2 separate regions of the Sus scrofa genome follow, and region 2 is linked to region 1. The links are chromatin contacts, called in public Hi-C maps. All regions are on one chromosome and are shown on one strand. Each heading gives the region's core, a stretch centred on a gene start, on an enhancer-like site or on the middle of the called end of the contact. The rest is flanking DNA. Distances are from core to core; before and after follow the strand shown. Region 1 overlaps RREB1 (ras-responsive element-binding protein 1). Region 2 overlaps LOC110261768 (a long non-coding RNA gene).

Region 1 (3,758 bases), core at 1,211-3,710:
TTCTCCCCTCGGTCTAAGCGTTTACATCTCTCTCTGAATTCTCCTCTTCCAGGAGCTTTGTTCCTTCAAGCCAATCCACACAACCTCCGGGCAGGGTGGGGGCAGGGAGGGTGCTGATGGGACTTAGAAAAACACCACTGAAAAAAACAGTGCACCCAGCATGAAGACTCAGGGCTGCACCGAAGCTAAGGCATCCGCAGGATTCTACAGCAGGGTCCCAGTTTCACTGCTCCTTTGTGATCAAGATGGGGACCTGGGGAGTTCCTATTGTGGCTTGGTGGGTTGAGAACCTGACACAGGGTCTGTGAGGATGTGGGTTCGATTACTGGCCTCGCTCAGTGGGTTAAGGATCCAGCACTGCTGCAGAGGGCAGTGTAGGTCACAGATGTGGCTCCGATCTGGTGTGGCTGTGGCTGTGGCCAGCAGCAGTAGCTCCAATTTGACCCCTAGCCTGGGAACTTCCATATGCTGCAGGTGTGGCCCTAAGAAGCCAAAAGACAAAAAAAAAAGAAAAAAAAAAAAAAGATAGGGGCCCAAAGTGTGCATCCAGCACGTGGCTGTTACACTTCAGGACTTGACCGCAAGCGTGGGCTCCCCTCGGCCACCTCAATTATGTGCGGCTGTCCCCACCTTCGGGACCAGGATGGGACCGTCACTCAGCTGCTTTCTGAAGGTGGGCTGGGAGAAAGGGGGCCAGACACAGGGGGCTGTCTGAGACCAAGGTGGGCAGTGCCAGCCTCCTGCCACTCTTCTGGAGTTGAAGAGCAAGTCACCCTGTGACCTCAGGCCCAAGGGCACCCAAGTCACAGTAAGACCTTTCTCTCCTCAAGGATCCTGGCCAGTCATGTGAATCGGGTAGCTGGAGGGGGGAGGCGGCAGAATGGCCCCCACTTCCAAACCCTAAGAGGGTCTGACGGCCCCAAGTGTGACCCCTCCCCCCGCTCCCGTCCACACTGACGCAGTGCAGGAGGAGACCCCCAGACAGCACAGCACCCCACCCTGTCCAATCTCAAGGACTCAGTCACAACCCTAGAAAAATACATTTTTGGGGACTCGCCTCAGCTTCAAAACATGGGGACGTGTCCAAACTTTCAAGATTTGCCAAACTGAACCTGTACCTGCAACAGTCACTCAGCAGAGGCCAGACAGCCCTGTGTCCGAGAAACCCGCAGCAGCCGGTGTTTGGTTTGTTTGTTTTGGGGGGTAGGGGACACAAGACCCCAGCAGCCGGAGATAATGGCATATACTGAACAGAGCACGTGAGTAAATACAGAAGCTGTAAGGGAAGAAAAGGTGGCAGGAGACGCATGGGCAGCCGTTAATTGCTCTGGAGGGGCTGGAGGAAGGAAGCACAGATCAGCACATGAGAATAATACCCGGATTCAGGTCAAGCAGAGATGTGATTAAAGAAAGGACATGCAGAGTGCTTTTTCAAACACGACCAAGTTTTTTACTGGGAAGAGAGTTACTGAAAAGGAGAATACCGCCCCTGCCCCGCCTCCCTGCGGCGGGCTGGGCATCACTAGCTCCTGCAGCACCCTGAGGTCTGAGCGGGCCCACCCCTGCGCTGGAGGGGGCGGCCAGCAGGGCTGGCTTTCAGAAAACACCAGGCGAGGGGGCTCACAGCCCTTGCGAAGTGCTCCTGCGAAGCGCTATTCTGCAGGCCTGCCTGTGCGGCCCACGCCAGGGGCCAGCAGCCACAATGGGCACAGGCTGGGGCTGGGGGCAGACCTTCTCTGGCAGCGCACCTGCGGCGCCTCCTCTGGCCCTGTCTCTGCATCACCTGGAAGCACTACCTGTGCTATCATGGGCTCCAACATCACTCTCTTTGGACTGGGGGATAAGCCCGTTTCTTCTCAGGGAACAGGCCGTAACTCCGTGTTTGCGCAACTGGTGGCGTTCACAGTTAGATTTGGTGGAAAAGAAGGCACCGCATTTTTGACAAGGGAAGGGTTTCTGACCTGAAGCAGGAAAAAAAATACATATTTATCTGGCTTTCTATTGCAACGATTCCTTCTCCTGAGGTTACTGGCATTTGCTTTCCCCCATCCTCCACCCTTTCTTTCAAGAAAATAAATCAAACACATTAAAAAATACACTGAGAACATCGACAACTCCAGTGGTCACCTTCCCCTGCTCTGAGCGGGCAAAATAAAGGTTTTGTCCTCAAAATACTAAAAGTCAGCAATGAAAGCAAGATACATATAAGTAAAATAACAGTGTTACAATTAAAAACCTCACACAACAACAACAACAACGAAAGTGAGAGAAGGGATTTCAGCACAGCCGAGAGGAGGCCTGACGAGGTCACTTCCGGCCTGGCAAGTGCCAGGGACATGGGGCGAGGGGGAACGCCCGGGCCTCCTGGAGGAATCCTGAGGCCCCCGGATGTCTCGGAGGCTGGTCCCCTTCCTGACCTTGTGGGTCTGGCCCTCCCACCTGCACCGGAAGCGCTGAGTTCTGACTTCCCAGGATGCCTCCCGTCTGACCTCTGCCCAAGGTCACCGTGGTCCTTGCTGGCAGACAGGGGACAAAGGTTCTCTGTCTCTTTGCTTTCTACGCTCCTGCTGGCGGCGGATCAGTGACCAACCAGTCCCTGAGTCTAATCAGAGACCACGTGCTCCAGTCGGCAACCCGCATGTGCAGCTACGTCACCGAGTGCCCCCCAACGCCACCGACCCCAAGGACGGGCAACCTGCCAGCCTCTCCCCGGTCGACACCCACCCTGGCCTCTCCTCTCCTTCTGTCTGGATTCCTGTCGCAGGCTCCTCAGCCCTGGCCCCGTGTCTGCAAGGATGGACGAGGGGGCAAAGGAATGGCAGAGTGCGGACAGAGCAGGGAAGGAGAGGGGGCGGCTGGGAGAGGGAGTGTGCGGGCTGCAGGACAGAGGTGTGCTTTCTACGGCCTCGCTGATTCTTCAGTTCTCCCCCAACGGCCACATGCCGGGGTCCCAGGTTCTGACTTGGCAGGGAAAGGGTTCCGTGTACCCACGAGCAGGACGCGGAGCTGCAGCCAGCACTGCTGTCCCTTGGACCCCAGGGCTCCGCAATGGCACACACACAAGACCTGGCAGGGAAGTCAACAAGCACGGCTCCCTCAAAACACTGAACGGGGCCTGAGGCCTTCTGTTTAGACTGAGGTGAGCCATCAAGGGACCCTAGAACCAGAGCAGGCGCACAAGCCCAGGCACAGATGGCACGGGCCAGGCATCTGGGGTTCGCAGGAGAGGAAGCACTGCTGGCCACACAACTCCGGGGGCGCCGCTCACCTGCAGCACATCGTGTGCAACCTCTGCCTGAGTCCCCGCACCCCAGTAACCAGAGAAAGGGGCCATGTGCTCCCTCCTGAGTGGTGGTCACCAGAGGAGCTTTCTAAGAACACCGGTGTCCGGGACCATGAAAAACCAGGGAAGCAGACTCGGACACCCGGCCTGGGCACCTCTAGGGGGCTCCACGTGGGCTGAGGGGGGAAGGGGAGAAGCCCAGTCCCCCGTGTTTCCTGCTAACTTTATGAACACGCCCTCATCAAAGAAAAAAAAAATCATGCCTTTTGGGTAAGCATTTTAATGTTCTTTGTGCACCTTCACGTTATTTCTCGCTTTCCACCAAAAGTTGAGCAGAACACTTAATAGTTATTTAGGCTCTGGAGTCCCTGCTGTGGTGCAAAGGGATCAGCAGCGTCTCTGGAACGCTGGGACGCGGGTTCAATCCCCAGCCCCAGGCAGTGGGTTAAGGGCCTGCTGTTGCCACGGCTGCGGT
Region 2 (3,588 bases), core at 212-2,711, 330 kb after region 1:
TGCCTCGCAGGCCCCCAGAGCGCAACACAAATCCCTTTACTTCCCTGCTTAGACCCCCTCGCGGCTTCTGGTCATGGTTCCATTAGAACCCACTCTCCTTTCCACGCCTATGAGGATCTGTGAGCTCCCTCAGGGGGTCTCGGGCAGCTCTCTGCTCTCACCTCCTGCCCCACCATCGCATCAGCCTCCAAACCTGGCCCCCACCGCCCGCAGGCTTTGGCCCCTTCCTCCCCCTGGGCTGCTCGGCTCAGAACCGCCACACTGGGGCCTTTCTTCGCATCACCTGAGCACTCCAGGCCTATGACCTCTCTCGACCCCAACGTCCCCGCTCGGCTTTAGTTTTGCCTAACGTGCTAGGCTATTGCTATTCCAGTACCCAGGCATTTTTCACCTGTTTTTATCATCCTCCTTCTCTCGAATGTGGAAGTTCCTTGGGACTTAACTGGCCTGCTTGGTGTTTTACCTCCAGCGCGAGACTGGGGCTGGCACCCAGGAGGACCTCAACCCGTATTTGTTGAATGGATGACTCGATGGACAAAGGATTTGGTTTGGAGTTTGTAGAATCTATCCTTCGATTCTGGTCCTGGTATCAATGCTTTTCTCCCCGGCTCGCTCCCTTGGAAGAGGTAGAGGCTTTTGAAATGTTCAGCAAGCCGAACACACGTTTCTCAGTCCTGAAGGTTGGTGAGGGTGTCAGGGATTGAACCTTGGTGGTACTCGCTGGCCTTCACAGCGGCCCTTCAGGGTGTCGGGGGGAACACTGCATGGTTACAGAGAGCCTTCAGGGAAATTCACCGCTGATGTTAGCCTGGGAATAACCCTCACTGCTCTTTTTCTTACAGTGCAGATACCACTCGAAGGGGCTTCAAAATACTCTTTAGAGTCCAGACAGTAATACGACATGGGTTTGTCTTAGGTTATTTGTCAGAAAGTACCAAGTCTGGGCAGGTGAGTTTTTTTGGATAATAAAGCATCAGTCTCCTTAGTCCTGAAATTTAAACACAAAAATGAAAGTCTTTTTGCCAGAAGCCTGTCAGAGGGCAGGCTATTTATCTGCACCTACATGTCCGGTGAACTCTCCTTGAGGTGGTCTGGGGAAAGGAAGGGGCTCGCTGCCAGAATTAGAACAGAGAAAATGACTCCCAGACTCTCCTGTCTGGGTCCTTTCTCTCTCGTTTTTCTTTTTCTTCCTTCCTCTTTTCCTCACCTGTGACATGGAAATTCAAAAAGTTTCTCCCAGGTTTGTTGCTTTGCAAAGTCTCAAAGGGAAAAGCAAACAGACTTGTGTCCTGTTAGCAGGTGCTGTGTCTGACATATGTTCACATAAACCATCAGTCACACTGATAGACCCCTTAGGAGGACACCCAGGAACTGACTTTCCAGGTCCCAGCCAGCACAGTTCTTCCTGATTTTTGCAGAACTCTTTATGCTTAGATAATATAAAGAAGATTTTTACCGTGTGTCCTTTAAACACATTGCCCAGTCACCACACACAGGGAGATGGAATTATTGCATCATCAAGAGAGAGGTTCTTTGGCCTAACAAAGAAACCATTTTCGTTGCTGTCTCTAGAAGCTTCCAAAAGAATTTTTGAAATGAGCTCAAGGTGCCAGCAGTCTGCCTCTGTCTCAGGAGGACAGCTTCCTTTGAAGATGACTAAGGGTACCTGCTTTCCTTGTACTTGAAAGACTCTGTACCTTCTATCAGTGATAATTCAGTTGCAACTGGCATGAAGCCTGATCTAAATAGGCTTAGCAAAACGGAATATGCCGGCTGGTGTAACCAAGGAGTCCAGAGTACACGGGGTGTGGCTTGAGGTGAGATTGTATTCAAGCCTCAGGTGATAGAGCCCAGCCCTGGTGTGACTTCTTTTCTGAGTCAGGGCTCTCCCTTTGCAGGACGGCTGCCAGCTGCTCTCAAGGTGTGTGTGTGTGTGGGGGGGGGAATGCTGGATTCAAAAAGCGAAGATGATTGGCTTACGATTCCCAAGCAAAGCCTCAGAGCCTCTGATTGGGCCAACAGCCTGCCCCTGAACCAATCATACGGCCAGGAGAGTGTATCATCTACTGATTGGCTAACCCAGGTCATACGATCCACTCCCTGCCAGCTGCCTCTACCCAAAGCCAGTGGGCTGAGAATGGGGCAGCAGGTGATCTGTAGGGATCTGGGGATGGTTATAGGAGAAAGGAGTTGCTGGACAGCCAAGCTGCAGATCTCTGCTGTGGACTAGCTGCATTTGCACAGACAAGACAGACTAGAGGAAGTGGTGGGGCATGAATAATTTCCAAGGATTCCTGCAGATATCGTTATGCTTTCTTTGGGGAATGATTTAGCCAGAAGTAGAAGTTTTCCAAATGGCATGTCATTAAAATCACCAGGAGTTTTGGATTCTAGAGATTTGTGGTGGGACCCACTGAGTATGTTAACTATGATCGATCATCTGGTCATTTTTAAAGATGATCCTGGGTGATTTTAAGGTCAGATGGAGTTGGGAGCCTTACCGTGCCCCTCTCTTCTTGGCAGGGCGGGCTCCAGCAGAGGGCTGACCCAGGCCAGTGGCTCTGCGCCTGCACCTGTGCCCCCACTGCCTGCAGGGTCAGGGCCAGACCTCTCAGCCTCCTGAGTGCCGGACTCAAGTGGCCTTTCCAGCTCATCTCTTACTCTTTCTCTGTATGTACTTTAAGACATTAAAAAAAATTTTAATTGTTAAAAGTTTTTAAAAACCTTTAAATGTTTAAAAATTATTATTATTATTTTTTACCTCTACATGTCTTTTTTTTTTTTTTTGGTCAGACGAGATTAGTCCCTTCTCTAAAAGTGCTCTCGCTTCCTTCCCACATTTCTGTCCTTGCCTATGCCATGTTCTTCTGAAATCCCTCCTCTTTTACCTGATAAAATTCTAGCCATTACTGAAAAGTCACCTTCAACTCACCCCCTCTCTGAAGTCTCCTCTGATCACCCAAGAGAAGCGACCTCCTTCTTTCTCTGCCCTGCGTCCAGACCCCGGATGCTCTGCCCTGTCCTCTCCTGTTTCTGGGTGGGCTTCAGTTTCCTTTATGCCACGATAAACCCCTGGGGGACAAGGGCCACCCTGTCGCTTGAGTCTTGAGTCTTTCTAGGCTCTGCTGCTGGAAGCTTCCAATCTGTTTCTGACGCTTGGATCAAAGTACGAGTGCATGCAACCATCCCTCCTCTCCTTTCTTCCACCTTCTCTCTGTTTCTGGCTTTTTATCTTTCCCAGGACGTTTGTCCTTGGGACGCTGATGAACTCTAGCCTGATTGGCTGGAAAAAGCCTTGAGGTTTTACTTCTGCGGGTTGCTAATATTTTAGAGGAGATTGATGGAAGACAAGAAAAAATTAAGTCAGAAGGGAGAATACAAGCAGAAGAGACCTAAGGCGTAGAATTCAGGGATCCCTCCTTTCTCAGCCCCTGCTTCCTGCCTTAGCTCCGTTAGAAAGTGAGGACGAGGACATGACAATAAAAAGAGTAGGATCAAATTTAGGAGGACAAATAGAGATTGCTTTTTAAATAGACAGGAAACCCAGAGAGCATTAAAAAAGAAAAAAAAAGATGCATAGATTTGATT

The links. Hi-C and Micro-C count contacts between places; a contact is called where the count stands out from the background.
Region 2: a Hi-C map of liver shows a contact between it and region 1, with 9 times the contacts expected there. The contact joins two enhancer-like sites. A contact is called at or near these places in 1 of 47 Hi-C or Micro-C datasets (liver) and 2 of 2 datasets of contacts at active chromatin or transcription factors (alveolar macrophages and skeletal muscle).

The regions. Positions count from the first base shown.
Region 1 is chr7:4,628,198-4,631,955 of Sscrofa11.1, reverse strand. RREB1 (ras-responsive element-binding protein 1) reads right to left here. Exons shown (of 16, transcript XM_005665552.3): 13 at 1,797-1,961. Among named protein-coding and RNA genes, the nearest start is that of SSR1, 56 kb to the left of the region's middle. Within about 2 kb of position 2,460, at least 15 of the 83 cell types and tissues checked have an H3K27ac peak or open chromatin away from gene starts, as enhancers often do. A contact at or near this core is called in liver, where this site is marked.
Region 2 is chr7:4,297,869-4,301,456 of Sscrofa11.1, reverse strand. LOC110261768 (a long non-coding RNA gene) reads right to left here. Exons shown (of 4, transcript XR_002346278.1): 4 at 1-3,588. Among named protein-coding and RNA genes, the nearest start is that of LY86, 190 kb to the right of the region's middle. Within about 2 kb of position 1,461, at least 12 of the 83 cell types and tissues checked have an H3K27ac peak or open chromatin away from gene starts, as enhancers often do. A contact at or near this core is called in liver, where this site is marked.